Regions from separate parts of the Oryzias latipes genome. Here region 2 is linked to region 1. The links are chromatin contacts, called in public Hi-C maps. All regions are on one chromosome and are shown on one strand. Each heading gives the region's core, a stretch centred on a gene start, on an enhancer-like site or on the middle of the called end of the contact. The rest is flanking DNA. Distances are from core to core; before and after follow the strand shown. Region 1 holds the start of c5h1orf50. Region 2 holds the start of naaa (N-acylethanolamine-hydrolyzing acid amidase).

Evidence for each region. A called contact is a pair of places that touch in the nucleus more often than the background predicts.
Region 2: a Hi-C map of gastrula embryo shows a contact between it and region 1, with 2.1 times the contacts expected there. The contact joins the promoter of naaa here to the promoter of c5h1orf50 in region 1. A contact is called at or near these places in 3 of 5 Hi-C or Micro-C datasets (embryo, fibroblasts and gastrula embryo).

The regions. Positions count from the first base shown.
Region 1 is chr5:24,467,990-24,470,867 of ASM223467v1, forward strand. c5h1orf50 reads left to right here and starts at 1,477. Exons shown (of 5, transcript XM_004069050.4): 1 at 1,477-1,647; 2 at 2,380-2,495; 3 at 2,591-2,677; 4 at 2,752-2,878. The coding sequence starts at 1,599. It overlaps p3h1 (prolyl 3-hydroxylase 1), which reads right to left and starts at 201. Exons shown (of 15, transcript XM_004069200.3): 1 at 1-201. The coding sequence starts at 152.
Region 2 is chr5:24,603,638-24,606,515 of ASM223467v1, forward strand. It overlaps naaa (N-acylethanolamine-hydrolyzing acid amidase), which reads left to right and starts at 1,433. Exons shown (of 11, transcript XM_004069054.4): 1 at 1,433-1,647. The coding sequence starts at 1,472.

The DNA.
Region 1 (2,878 bases), core at 227-2,726:
AGGATGACCGACAGCCAGTCCGCCTTATAGTAGGCTTCCACGGCCGCGTCGAAGAGGAAGTCATAGGGCTCCAGCGGGGTTCCGGAGCTGAAGTCCGACCTGCAGAGCGGCGCGGCGAGGCAGAGGAGGAAGAGCGCGGAGCGGAGCTCCATGGTGGGAAACGTCCGGGCCGAGCGGCTGGAACCGAGAGGGGAGCTGGTGGGGAGGTGTCAGCGCTCAGGCCGGGGCTTGCTGCAGGAGGTGGGGTTGGACACTCAGTGCACACCCCCAAATCATCAAGTTACATTTTGAAACGTCCATTTACCCACATTTACATAACTAAACGTTTGTGTTTACATGACGCCCTGTCCCATCATCATGTTTAATGAAAAGTGCTTTTTTCCCCTTTTAATATTTCTTTTTTACTATTTAATTTCTTTAAAAAAAACTCCGATCACTAGAAATTTTTATCCATACTCAAAAATAACTTGTATACAAAAATGTTATTTGCATGTTTTTGGTAAAAATAAATTTTCTTATGGGCGTGAAACTTTACTTTTCTAAATGCAAATAAATGTTACCACTTGTTATACTAGCAACAAATGTGACATATGTTAGTAAATGTAAGAATTTATTTTGACTTTTTAGTAATGGCAATAGTGTTACATGTCGTCCTTAAGCCTCTTTTTTTAATTAAAGTTTAAAGCTAAGGTAAAATATGAGGATAAGAGACTTTGTTGATCTTAAAGTGGGAAAATCATGTAAAACTAAATGAGTTAAGGTGATTCTAATGGAAAGGCTTGTCAGTCTAAGTAAGATAATATGACGTGTTATTTTTCTTTAAGGTATGACTTATGTTATCATTTTAGGTACCATTTTTCAGTGTTTTTACATGTAGGCTTACCTGTTTTTGTTAAAAAAAAAAATTAAAATAGCTTTTTTATTGATTCAAAATGATTCATTTATTTATTTAAACTTTTTTTAACCGCAAAAACTTCCTGGTGCCCCATTACCCAAACCTGTACTGGAGCAATAACATGCTGTCAATCAACCCCAAGCGTAGATCATTTACTGAATTATAGTACACATTTTAGGATTGTAATCCTAAAATTTCAGATATTTTACACAGGTTTAAAGCTTTAAGAAATGTGACAAACGAACAATCTTCTGTTGGTTAGGATCCAGTTATTTAAATACTCATGGGGGGGGGGGGGGTAAAAACAACTAAGCTATGACACGTGCGATGCTGTAACTCCAACATGTAACAAATATATCAGCTGTAACCTGGGTTTGGGGATTTAGGGGTCCAAAGTTATGCCTGAAAAGGGAAAAAAACGTTTTATTGGGGCTGATATAATTTTTTTTAACTTTTCATTGATTATTGATTATAATTTATAACTGGGGTAAAAACAAACAATATAAAAAAAGCCTAAATTGAAAGAAAAGTTTATTTGCTTTGATTTCGTACAGGCACATATGTGTCCTACTAAGCCAAGAAAAAAGGGTGGTGGCCACAGTATTTTCAGCACGTTACTAAACCGGTGAGTGGAGAACGAAGAGCAGCCCTATAAATCTCGTTTTCGGTAGTGAAGAGGAGTTCAATAGCGATTAAACATAAAATGGAGAGGACGGTTAGTCTACCGAACCAGCCTGAGAACACAACTAAAGGTACCAATTGATTGTCGTTTTTTTCTTGTGAATTTTGTTAACCATTATACGATTAAAATAGCTAAACAGTAATTACATTTTTTTATTTTAAGCATCGTTATTCTGTTATTACTTTATCTTTATGTTGCTGTTTTCACATATACTTTCTACCACACAAGCTGAGTCTTTTAAATTTTCGTGTTTGTGGATCCGGATTTTGTTTCATTTATGATCTTTGTTTGAATGTTGATGGACAAAATGTTCCCATATCCGTTGAGACGCCCCTCCTACAACCACTAATGTCATTTATATGTGGGTAGGTTTTGTGAAGTGTCACAAACACACAATAATTAAAATGTAACCAACAATCTGTTAGAATTTCCTTCAACGCAGATCCGAGCTCTTATTTTGAAAAACTGGCGCTTGACAGAAGCAGAGATCTTAACACTAATGTTCCAACAGACAAAGATAAAACAAACAAGAAAAAGTAGAAAACAATTAAAGTCAGAAAATAATTACTCGATAATGCTAACCTAACCATTTCTATTGAGAATTAATTTAAATTCACTTCCTTTTTTGCTTTCATATATTCATTAGTTATTCCACTGTAAGTACAGGACACGCATAGTACCAATTTATATTACATTATAAATTGGTACTATGCGTGTCCTGTACTTACAGTGGAATAACTAAAGAAAGAGACTTGTGGCTGCAACATTAGTTTTCTATCATGTAACCTTCCTTGTGTTGTAGTCACTCTGGTTGAGAGAAACCCGGCACCCAGTGGGCTGGAACTGGTCAGCTCCTACCAGACCAACAGAGTGGGAGACCCCATGGATCTGGTGGCTCTGGCAGGACAAGTACAGAAGGTGTGTGTCTTTTCACCCCTCATGTCACTGACGCATATAATCCAAGTAACACCTTAAATACGGGGTTTGATTTTCTTTTTTTTAAATCTTCCTAGGGAGACGAGTTTGTTAAAGCCAACGCTTGCAACAAGCTGACAGTGATTGCAGACCAGATCAGATATCTGCAGGAGCAGGCCAGGAAGGTACAACTGCACCAGATCAATCTGGGAGCGCACACATCTCAACCCTCTTGGATCTCACTCGTTTCTGCCGTCAGGTTTTGGAAGAAGCAAAAAGAGACGCAGACCTCCACCACGCCGCCTGCAACATTGTAAAGAAGCCGGGGAACATGTATTTCCTCTACCAGCGTCCATCTGGACAGAAGTACTTCTCCATCATCTCAC
Region 2 (2,878 bases), core at 183-2,682, 140 kb after region 1:
GTTATTGTTTTGCACACATTTATGCAAAAAGCAAATAGATTTATGAAGCTAAAAAAGCATAACTGATTTCTAAAAGGTGCTCAACTTTTTCCTAGTCAAAACACATGCAGACACAGTGATAAATGTATTACCTAACTCAAGGACACACTGCCATCTGGATGGAGGCTGTCGTTTTGCTCCAATTTCACTGGAACAAAAAAGATTCTTCCTAAGATGAAAACGAGTGGGAAATGAATGAAATGGACTCATTGAGCGTGGAAAGATGCGGTGTTCCCTAAAGTGACATTTTTAACCATGATTGCAGAAAACAGTGACCCCAATGTTCAAAAATTATGACTAGAGGGCAGTCACAAGACAAAGAGCATTTCACCAAGGTCAGAAATGATGGGTTGACCTTGTTGAAGCAGGAAGACAGAACGTTTGTTTTACAGAAAGGACAGCGACTGAGATGCCTCTGCACAGTGACCCCTCTGTGGATCTAACACAACTGTGGCGCTATTTGTTTGACCTCTGAATAGGCATGACAATATTTGGGAATATTTAGCTTTTTTTTTTTTTTAGGAATTCTTACAAAAAAAACCTGTCAGAAATGTTCATGAAAGGTTATCTTTATCAGTAAGCAGTGATTCTGATCCTTTATAAGAGGATAAATCCCTGAGGAATGAGGCAGTGGTGTGTGTTTGTGCGTGCTTTTGTGTTCAGATTTGGCTATAATCTGAAAACTAGAGCAAAAGCATGTTTCCTGATCCTTTTTTTCTCTGTAAGCCTCAAATTCATATATTTGTTAATAGAGTGAATTCCAAAATTGTAATCAGAATAAAGGTTTACACCACAAACTTTATTGCCCTATAATTAAACAATTATTTCTTCGTTTTCTTTAAATTAAATAGATAAAAACGTTTTTTTGTTGTGGTTGTTTGTTTATTGGATTTTGAGAAGTTTGTTTTTAATAATAAAGGAAAAGCCAGGGAAAATCCCTCTCAACGAACTTCCTGGTAAATTGAATTCACTCAAATACATCGACTGTGCTAAAACACTGGCGGATCATTCGGATTTTGTTTCATTATTTTTTTTTCTCTTTAAAAAAATTGTTTTTGTGAACTTTAATTTGTTTTAACTTCTAAACGTTATCTCTGGTGATCATTTTTGTTTCATTTTCTCCTCCTTGTTCCCTTCAATAACTTCCGCTGTGACAACATTCAAAATAAAAGCACGGCTCCTTTGTTAACTCGATTGAACACTTTGATACGAGAATCCTGTATTTTTTAAGTTTTTAAATTTCCATATATTTTAAATAAATGCAAAATACAATATAATACTACCACTGAAAGTGACAGCCTTCAAAAACAGGCGAGCCTCAAAAAGTGTTGGGGGTGTTGGTTTTGTTTTATTGTGAAAATCTTCACGGGAAGTTTAGACCTCGCTTTTCCCAGCAGCTGTCCGGCGGTCAGCAGGAACTGGATTGGTTGCGATGGAGTGGACCGTCGTGCTGCTGCTGCTCCCGCTGCTGGGCCCCCCATGCCGGGCTCAGGTTGCCCCTCCAACGGTGAGCATCAGCCTGGATGAGGAGCCAGAGGAGCGATGGAAACCGCTGCTCAAAGTTTTTGACGTAGCTTACCTGAACAAAGCGGCAGCAGCAATAATCGAGTAAGTTTAGTTTTCATTCCTAATCCGTTAAAAACTATTACAACAAATAAAACGAACTTTTAAAATATAAAAAAGGAACTGTTTATCCTGCAAACACCCAGCACTTTTAGTATATGTAATATTAGCTTTAACCTTAATTGTTTTTCTGGTCATTCAGTATTATAATTACCTTCCAGATTGTGTTCTGAATGCAGATTTAACTAAGTACATTTGAATAAATAGATTTATTTATTAAATGTAAATTAGCATCAAAAAATATTTAAACAGGAACTTTAATTAACCAAATAAAAATGTAAGCTTTTTATAGGCTTCCTTGTTCCAGAACATTTAATGAGTTAAAATGCAGAAGTAGATAAATGTACAGTGCAATCACAGTCCGCCCAACAACATTCCTTAATGCGAAAACTATAGAAATAAAATGTAATAGATGATGTTATAGAGCTCCACAAAAACGGTTGTGATTGCATATATAAATATGTATCTCACTCTTATATGCTTTTACATTTTTAGTGAACCTTTCAAAAATAAAGATAAAACCTCACTTTTGTTGTCATTCTAATCCTCAAACTTCACACTTCTTTATTTTTATGATAAAAGTTACAAAAGTAGACACTTTAACCTGGTTTCAGAAAGGTCCAAATTATCAACCCTCCACCGCCGTGCTTGAGCGCTTAAAGGAAGTTTGGTGTGTTTATGATCAGGCATCTCCATCCATCCAGTCCGGGACGGGTCGCCAGCCTGACGCAGGGCCTCAGGAATCTCCACTTTGGTCACATGTGAAGACAGTTTTTGTAAAATTATTCTGATGCCTCTTTCAAAACTTGAACCTTTCAAAGAAGAAACTTTCTGCTCTTAGCAACAATCATTTAAAAAAAATTTTTTTTTCAAAAAGACAATTTATAACTGAGGCTTTCCGTAACTCTTTGCTTTTCTTGCAGTGTTTAAAAAAATGCACAAGTGACAGACCAGAAACTCTTATTTTGAAATGCCAGAAACTGAGTCACAGATGGTGAAATATATATTTTTTTAACTTTTCCTGTCCAACAGCTAAGCAAGCAGATGAAAAGATGAAAGCCTTTTGTGTTGGACATATTTTACTTTTACAACAGGGGTTATGAATCTTATGATACACCAGATGTATATTTAAATAAACCCCTTTTGTAATTTCAGATAAACTTTATTCATATTAATTACATTTGTATATATTTTTTGTTGGACCGGACGGAAAAGA